Regions from separate parts of the Sus scrofa genome. Here region 2 is linked to region 1. Evidence: chromatin contacts called from public Hi-C data. All regions are on one chromosome and are shown on one strand. Each heading gives the region's core, a stretch centred on a gene start, on an enhancer-like site or on the middle of the called end of the contact. The rest is flanking DNA. Distances are from core to core; before and after follow the strand shown. Region 1 has its middle 740 kb from the start of MYC. Region 2 has its middle 570 kb from the start of MYC.

Region 1 (4,792 bases), core at 1,687-4,186:
AACAATCCTGGGAAATTCTCCAAAGCTGCCCAGTCACTTCATATCTGCTTCATGAATGAGGGCTATGAACTTGGGAACCACTCATCCTTCATAAGCAGTTCAGTGAAGAAGAAAAGTAAAGTTGCCTTCTACCAATAAAGACTGCATAGTAGATACCAAGGGAGGAGCTTTACACATATGACCATACTTAATTTTCATAACAAAGCTGTTTGAATATATGATTGTCCTCATGTTATAAACTTGAGTGTGGAGTAGTTAATTGCTATAGTAAAGATTATGAAAGTGGAAAGTGGCAGAGAGAGGTTTCTAACCTAGATCTTTCTAATAGCCCAGCACATGCTGCTTACTTGAGTATTCAACACTGACGCTCCTTTAATATATTTTGATAAATGAAAAACCTTGAAAATGAAATTGTATCTCTCTTGCCAGGATCATAGATCTAATTTGAGTCAGTAAATATGGTGGGCTTCAGTAAATATCTGTCCAGTTGTTTCTTTCAAGTACTTTAGGAACAGGAGAAAGAAATCCAAAGTGAATAGGACTATCTATTCAAGCTGCTGAAACGTCAGCACAAAAGAATGGGGCTAATTTGTAAGCTAACATATCAGAACTTACCAATATCAATGGGAGCCAAGTCCTCACCAAACTGGTTCCCTTGGAAAGATGCCCACTCGTCCTGGCAGTGCCAAGTAGCAACAGAAAATAAGTGTGGACTTTGAAATCAAAGGGCCTATGTGGAACTCCAGCTCCACCACTTTCCACCTGCTCAAGCTTGGGCAAACCTTTTTCTCTTAGAATCTGAGTCTAGAGAAAGATATGCTTGCCATACACACAGATGTACTCTGCGTCCCTTCCTCTCATACTCGTTCTCTCTTTTCCGTCTGCCCTTCCTTTATTCTTCTTTCATTCATGAGTACTAAAAGCTCTTCCTGCTGCATCTCCCGTGGTATGTTTTACCATGACAACATCGATTGCTTCCACATGATGGTGATTCTCGCTTCTATGCGTCTCTGGCTTCCTCTGGCTGGAATGGCTTTCATTTCTCCTTGTCTTCAGGAGATTTTACTTATCCCTCAAGATCTAACAGAAGTATCACTTCTTAATTACCATTGTGTCTATGACCCTCTCTCCTCTTCTCCAAATAGAACTGGTTTCTCCTCTCTGGTCAGAGAGGCTAGCTTCAAGCAACGCTGTGCCTACATTTAATTTTCACATCTGATCTTGTCTGGCTCATCAATGGAGCAGAGCTTTTGTGAGACATTTTCTAAGAAGAGTTGAAGCACTTCACAGAAGATCATTCACCCTAGTTTTAAAAAAAGGAAAAATTTTATTTTAATATTTGGAAACAAGGAAAACAAATGTGGTGTCTCCAGTGGGATAGATCTCACCCCATTCCCACATCCCTATCACACCTATTCTTTAGATTTAGGCTTAAACTTAATCGAAGATTTCACCTTCTTTGCAAAGTTATATTGACTAGTCGTGCCTGCCTAGAATAATGGGTTAAGAGGAATTTTGCGTCTGTAGCCAGGCTCAGTGAACAGTAGTCTCATAATTGATTAATGATGTCTGCCAGGATCTTGGAAAATGTGAGTGGCCACACATATGCACATTTACCATCGCTGAACTAGACAATTTCTAAGCCCATATCTAGTGCTGAAAGTTTATGAATAAATTTAATCAAATCTGACCTCTATTTAATGCTTCACAAGTTATTCCGAGACCTACATTATGAAGATCTGTGTCAATGAAGTATTGATTAATGGAGACTTCAGTGTGATGGACTGTTGCATAAACTAGCTTTGTCTGTTCTTGTTCTTAGGCGGCATCCACATTTAGCACTTCACAGAACAGGTTTATTAACTAAGTTATCCAATGTCATTATTTTTTACTCTGCACAAAGAAGTCCTATCTGCTTCATTTTGGTTTAATTTGAGAGACAATAGGTCCTGTTCAGTATGCAGACTCCTAAAGATACACTGATGCCTTTATTAAGTGTGTCCCCGGAATTTCCAGTAACATAGACATAGAAACAAATGAATGAAGTACAGGGTGAGGTGTACAATCACAGAAGTTTCCGCCACTGATTCTGAAGCTTTTCCACCAAAACTGAAGAGAAAGTTTCCCTCCATCAAAGGATCCGAAACCAGAATTCAAAACAAAGAGAGTCTCAAGATTAAACAGTTTTTAAAGACTCTAATTTTATATATTTTTTTAAAAATTAAAATTCTACACAATGGTATCACTGTTTGTTCTAAATTCATAGCTTTTTTTTTCCTCTAAAAATATTTAAGTAAAGTTAGTGAAGAAAAATCGTGCCAGGTTCCCCATGTGCACTCCTGAGATCTTCATATATCTCTAGGGATATGTATGCCCAGCTCAAGAAGAAAGAATGATTCCAGTAAAGAAAGGAATCTTCCACAAGGAAGAAGTTGTTGGTCTCATTTTCCAAAGGATAATAAGGAAAAGCTTTATCGCTGAGATCAGACTGGAGTGGAGAGCAGGAAAGGTAATTCATTCAGAAAAAAAGAGTTTATGTAAAGGCATGGAGGTATTAAATGGCAGAGCTTACCAAGGAAACTGCAAATAATTTTATACCATTGGATATGGAGTTTCCAGATTGAGCATAGCATACATAAAGCTAGAAAGAGAGGGAGGATCCAGTATGTACAATAAGCAATTCTGTTAGAAACATTACATTCTTTCTAAATATGCATTTTTCATTAAATTTATAATTGCTCGTTTCCTTCTTGTTTAACTTCCCACTCACAGACTGAAAGGCAGATCAAGTGGAAGAAAAAAATTTTTTTACTTCATTCATAAACTACTTCAAAACCAAATCATCCATGGCAAACCTCTGCTTGGCCTTGGCCACCTATCAAAGGCCTCCTCTCACGGGTGATCAATGGTTCTTCTGGCACTGGAACAGAGCCAAAGGGAAACAGCCACTGATGAAAGAGTGAGGTAGCAATGCAGTGAGACCAAAATGTTCTGACCAGAGTGCAAGCTGAGTGTTTCTTCTTAATAAATAGCATTCTAAAAGCATAGGGATCATTCACCGAATGACCCGGAAAGGAGTGGCAACGTCCTCTGAAAGTCATTAATAACCCACCTTCTGTGTTTAACCTTCTGATCCCTTTTGAAGAAATATTTACAATATAAAATAAGAGAGGGTACTGCAGAAAACAAGCTCTATTTTGAGGGTTTGACGAACTGAAAACCTTTGAAGATGGATTTCCATCCTCCTTTGACAATTTTCCTTAATGGTACTCTCTGGTTCTCACCAGAAAGAACTTTAAGAGATCTTTACATGTGCTGGATGAGAAGCAACAGAATTTATTTTTCTGAAAAACAAAGGGTCTTTAAGTAATATTTGTAATGTTCATTACCTTTGAAGTCTTTTATAAATTTTCCTCAGCTGGATTAATGGACTGTATTTCCAAATTCTTTTGGATTATGCTTGAATCTTAGGCAATCTTGAGATTGTTATAGTAAAGACGGTGCTAGGAGGAATGGAAATTGTAGTCTAAGAGTGTTTCTACAGTATTGGTATCTCAAAATACATTATACTTGCAAGAGGTACTAAGCCTTAATCTCTGACTTCTAGCCTCCAGAACTGCAAGGAAATAAATATGTTAAGTCTCTCAGTCTGTGGTCTTTTGTTGTGGCAGCCCTAGCATATAAATACACTCTCCTTTGTGAATCTTCAAATACATAATTAATTACCAAATTATGTCATTTCTACCCATTAAAAACCTCATGAATTCACCCTCATCTTTTGGTCCATCAGGCCACTATCATTTCCAAGATTGTTTAATTTTTCCCACCTGGATAAGAGAAGCCATCTCTTAATATGTCACCAAGTTTCCCATTTCATGTCCTTACAATCTATTCTTTTTAGTAATAATAGCATTATTCAAATCCATTGACTAAAACCCTATAGGTTCTAAAACTTTTTCTTAGGATATGATCCTCCTTGATTGACATAATTTATGAGTCCTGTCAGGTTCTTGCCTTGGTCTCCTTCTCTGGCTTCATTTCTCTCCACTGGCCCCCTTGCTCTCCACACTACATCTTCAGGGCTCTTATTTCATTCCCTCCAAGAACCATGTTCTTTGACTCTTAATATCAACATTTGGCAAGAACATAAAATGGGAAAAAGACAGTCTTTTCAGCAAGTATTGCTGGGAAAGCTGGACAGCTGCATGCAAATCAATGAAACTAGAACACACCCTCACACCATGCACCAAAATATACTCAAAATGGCTTAAAGACTTAAATATAAGACAAGACACCATCAAACTCCTGGAAGAGAACATAGGCAAAACATTCTCTGACATCAATCTCATGAATATTTTCTCAGGTCAGTCTCCCAAAACAACAGAAATAAAAGCGAAAATAAACCAATGGGACCTAATCAAACTGACAAAGTTTGCACAGCAAAGGAAACCAAAAAGAAAACCAAAAGACAACTTACAGAATGAGAGAAAATAGTTTCAAATGATGCAGTGGACAAGGGTTTAATCTCCAGGATATACAAGCAACTTATACAACGCAACAGCAAAAAAGCCAACCACCCAATGGAAAAATGGGCAAAAGACCTGAATGGACTGTTCTCCACAGAAGATATACAGATGGCCAACAAGCACATGAAAAAATGCTCAACATCCCTGATTATTAGAGAAATGCAAATCAAAATTACCATGAGATACCACCTCACACCAGTCAGAATGGCCATCATTCATAAGTCCACAAGTAACAAATGCTGGAGGGGGTGTGGAGAAAAGGGAAC
Region 2 (4,792 bases), core at 1,517-4,016, 170 kb before region 1:
GCTTTTGAAGGGGAAAAATCCATTAACTACACTTAACTCCTTGCCCTCAGTATGGTCCCCAATTATATCTTTCATACGACTTCAAGTCTATCTGTGTCTGGCTTGGGGATCTTGAACAACTTGGAAGAAAAGGACGAGAGAGGGATGACATGATTATTTTATTTTTCATTAATGTCATTCAAATATACCTTTTGGAGAAGGATCAGACTATCATTACTGTTTGATTAAGGGCTGTTTAAAGCCAGGATGGTGGCCTGTGCCTTTTGGAAGAAGCTAATCTGCTGTCACAGAACAATCTCGAATGCATGGCAAATACCAAGGCTTCTGTCAACTGCAGAGTGATTCTGTAAACTGCTCTAGGATTTGCATTTTCTTCACACAGGAGGACCAGAGGCAGCAGAAATGATGAGTGTGCATCAAAATGGGAAACCGGCAGGTCAAAAGAGAGGTCATGTGACTCGATCTGGTGTGGCTCACTATAAGTGCTAGTCGGCGTATTTCTGCCTTTTTTAAAGCCCTTTAGTCAGTCTGTTTTTTACAGTTGTAAGTAGAGAGTCTGGTTCAAGAGAGCGAGGAAGTGTAGGACAGTGGTTAGGAGGGCGAATCGGGGTCAGACAGACCTGGGTTTGCCTCTGGTTTTGTCTCCCTTCCAAATTATATAATTTTGGTCCCGTTACATAACCTCTCTGAGTTCTGGTCTCTCCTCCATAAAACTGAAGTGATTGTTCCTATCACAGAGGATTGCTTAAAATGCTAAAGGGGTGATGCCTGCAGGATGCTGACCACTGTGTCTGGACGACAGCGAATATCAACAAAGGCTCGTGCATTATTTTATTATTATTGTTATTATTATTAGTTATTCCTACTGTCACTAGCATCATTTCTGCACGTTTACTAGGCTGTAAATGGTAGTCAGGCAGAATTCTTCTCTAATTCCTTTTTATCCCCCATAGCAGAACAATGACTAGCACATAAATAGCCCTCGATAAATATTTATGAAATGGTTTTACATTATTAATGCATGGCTTTGACTTATTAGCAGTTTCTTAATGATTTTAATCTCGTTAAATTATTTGTTCAAGAAACATTTGACTAATTTTTTTTCCCCTCTTGTACTCATTTTTCAGTGGATTTTAGCCAACCCGTCAGGAAGAGGCAAGAAGCAGGAAAGTGCTATTTGGATAGACTAGGAGCTTTGGAACCAGACAGAACTGGATTAGAATACCTACCATATGGCATCCTAGACTCAGGCTTTTCATCTATACAATGGGGGTAACTGTGGTAATAATACCTATGACAATACACACTTCATGGATTCGGGGTGCTAAGCACTTCATCTTTATTATCTCATTGATTCTCATAGACACCTTGGGAGGGAGAAGCTACAATCGTCTGTTAAGTGGTTTTTCTATGGTGAGAACCAGGAACAAACCAGATGAGATAAGTGAAGCACCTGGCTGGTAGAAAAGGCCCCAAAGACAATGTGTTCCATCTTCTTCTCCTCCTGCCACATCTCTGGGCACTGGGGCACAGAGAGGTTTTAGCCGCACGGCTGTTGAGGTGTGCGGCTGGGCTTCCAAGTTCAGCCAGCTGGGTCCCAGGTCTGTACCACCTCCGTGGGGCCTGAGAGCTCCCATCACAGGTGCTTGAAAGATATTTTTGCATTTATGGGCGCCCCTCCTCTTATCTAGCTGGTTTGGGGCCATGCAGAATGAGTCAGCCAGTCACAAGCCTGCTCCCAAGGCCAGCTTCCAGGTGACAGAGACAAATGCCACACTGGATCAGAACACACAGACCTGCCGGACCAGCAGGCCTTCTGCTCAAGTCCTTGGCCACACTCTGCCATTTTGCTCATGGAAGTGTCAGCACTGTCTGCCTACCACCTTCCTGATGGGAAGCGGCTTGCTGTGGGATCGGTTTGAGGTCTCCTTGAAGCTGCTTCATCTTTTTTTTTTTTTTTTTTAAATAGCTGTTGGTAGAGCCTTGCTGAGAGGCCCAGAGCTGAGTCATCTTCAGGGCAAGCTGCTTTTGTATCTGTTGCCAACTGCCAGAGAGGCACTCTCTGCTTTTCTGATGCAAGAGACAGAAAGCTTCCATCTCTGACACAATGTCACCCCACTGGCTGGCTCTGTCCACACGGTTCAACAAACCAGTTTAGCCTGGAGGGAGAGAGAGACAAAGGGAGAGAGAGAGAGAGGAGAGAGAGAGTGAGAGAGAGAGAGAGAGAGAGAGAGAGAGAGAGAGAGGAGAGGGAGGGAGGGAGAGGAGGAGAGTCTTTAAACTCTGCGATAAAACCCGAGTCCTACAGGTCACACATCTGGCATGACCAGGCAGAGGGATGAGGTCGTATCTGGAATCGTGCTCCTGCTTCCCAACCTTGCCCTATGCTCCTCAGAAGCCAGGAACCGTGCCTCAAGGAAGAGGGTTGACTCCCTGCCCTAAGCCTTTGTTTCTGTAAAATGATGACTAATCTTGCCTAACACACCAGGTTGTTGGGGGATTGACTTTGTAACACAAAAGAGAAAGTGCCCCCACCCCCAACGACGGCCACCCTCAGACTGTGTCCGAGTCTGGTGCGGTCCACTTTCATAGGCCACTAAACCCTTCCTTCCTAGAATGCCTCCCTCTGACTGTGTGATTAATTGTGCCTATTGTTTGGTACCTGTCACCCTTCTTGGAACGGGAGATCAGCGTGTGCTGGGACAATGTCAGCCTTGTTCACCACTCCGTCTTGGCTGTCTAGCCAAGGGACTGGCAGCCAGGGCGGGTCCTAGATTAATATTTGTTGAATGATTAAACTGCAAGTGGTTTGAACACATTCCTCCTGGGTTTCCATCGGTCCCTTGCATTTGGTTCAACCCTCCCCACACCATACTGCTCAGAGGAGACCGAGTCCTCTTTGTAAAGTACAAATCCAACTTTTCATGCCTTTCCTTAAAGACCTGCTCTTCCCTTTATAGACAAGGAATAGTCCAGCTCCCTGTCTTCAAGCCCCGGTCTTTCCTCTTCATCATTCGAGCTCTCGTCATCCGGGGGGCACTGGGGTGGCTGCACCATTTAGAGCATCTCCGTTTTTTCACATGACATCCCCTCTGCCTAAAATATTCTCTCCTGGAGTTCCCATGTGGCTCAGTGATAACAAACCCACTAGTATCGGTGAGGTTGAGGGTTCGATCCCTGACCGCGCTCAGTGAGTTAAGGATCCAGCGTTGCTGTGAGCTGTGGGTGTAGGTCACAGATGTGGCTTGCATCCTGTGTGGATGTGGCTGTGGCTGTGGCTGTGGTGTAGGCTGGCAACTGCCGCTCTGGTTTGAACCCTAGCCTGGGAAATTCCATATGCTGCCAGGGTGCAGCCCTACAAAGCAAACAAACAAACAAAATCAAAACTGGCCTCTCCTGCTCAGAAGTCTTCTTCCCACATGTTCTTCTTGGAAAATTCTGGCATGTTACCTCCTCTGTGAAGTCTCCCTGACATTACCATGCCTCCAAGGAGAATCATGGTTCTCTTTTTGTGTCTCTGCTCTGTTCTACCCTTCATTTCCTAATTGCCCATTTGTCTTCCCCTGAAAGATAGGACGTTCGGGGGAGATGGGGGATGGTAGGTGGTGGGAGGGGCGGGGGCCCGAAGTCATAATGGCACCGAGTGAAAGGACCGAAAAGAAGGCTGTAAGGACAAGCCTGCACCCGCAATAGAGGCGTTTCAGTGGCAGGATGGACGCTGGATGTGCCGCATCTCTCAGGCACCTGCAGCAGCTGCAGCTGAGGATGAGTTCCGCAAGGGACCGCACACCAGGTGAGAGCGTGTGTGCCAGTGTTCCCGCGCCAGGCCTGGCACGCGGCCCGGAGTCAGGCGCCGATCCAGATTAGGCTTCAGTTCCCTCTATAAGCAAACAGCAGGGCAGGGAACAGAGGCGCCTGCTAATTTTGAGCGAATCAATGCCTTCCCTGCTGGAGTCAGCCTAAAGCAGGTCAAGAATCAAGCCAGGCCCCCTTGCTGAATCAGCTGGTCCTCGGTGGTGCCAGAGGTGTGCGGCTGGGGTTTTGCCCGGAACTTCAGAGAACTGGTTATTGGGCCCATGCTATCTAGCTGGATAGGGGACATTTTGAAATAAAAAGTAGAAATTAATGGCATCGGAGCAAGAACCTAGACTTCAGAGTCAGACAGATCTGATTTTCTTCCCGAGGGACCAGGGATAATCACATAACTTTCTGACCTCAGTGTACCCTTCTATAAAATGGAAATAATTATAGTATGTGCCTGATGCCCTACCGAGGATTATACATGATACTATAGAGCAGTGCTTACCCTAGAGCAGTGGTTCTTAACTGGGGGCCGTTCTGTCTCTGGGGACATCTGGCAATGATTAGACACATTTTTGATTGTTACGACTGGGCAGTTTGCTGCGGCCATTTGCTAAACATTCTTCAATGCACAGAACATTCTCCCACAACAAAGAACCGTCTAGTCCAGAAGGTCAACAGTGCAGAGATAGAGAAAATGTGCCTTAGGGTAAGCTTGGCCCTCTAGTGCAGCAAAAATGGTAACTATTAAAATAGAATCATTATCCCTTTCCACATATATTTATTGAATATATATTTAGAAAATCCTGAAGAAGCTGTGGCACATTAAGAATGGCTGTTCTTGGAGTTCCTGTTGTGGCTCAGAGGTAACGAACCCGGCTAGTATCCATGAGGATGCGGGTTCGATTCCTGGCTTTGCTCAGTGGGTTAAGGATCTGGCATTGCTGTGAGCTGTGGTGTAGGTCACAGGTGCGGCTTGGATCTGGCATTG

The links. Hi-C and Micro-C count contacts between places; a contact is called where the count stands out from the background.
Region 2: a Hi-C map of liver shows a contact between it and region 1, with 5 times the contacts expected there. The contact joins two enhancer-like sites. A contact is called at or near these places in 1 of 5 promoter capture datasets (liver) and 6 of 47 Hi-C or Micro-C datasets (fibroblasts, liver and skeletal muscle).

What each region holds. Positions count from the first base shown.
Region 1 is chr4:11,719,640-11,724,431 of Sscrofa11.1, reverse strand. No RefSeq gene overlaps it. Among named protein-coding and RNA genes, the nearest start is that of MYC, 740 kb to the left of the region's middle. Within about 2 kb of position 2,936, at least 2 of the 83 cell types and tissues checked have an H3K27ac peak or open chromatin away from gene starts, as enhancers often do. A contact at or near this core is called in liver, where this site is marked.
Region 2 is chr4:11,892,770-11,897,561 of Sscrofa11.1, reverse strand. No RefSeq gene overlaps it. Among named protein-coding and RNA genes, the nearest start is that of MYC, 570 kb to the left of the region's middle. Within about 2 kb of position 2,766, at least 28 of the 83 cell types and tissues checked have an H3K27ac peak or open chromatin away from gene starts, as enhancers often do. A contact at or near this core is called in liver, where this site is marked.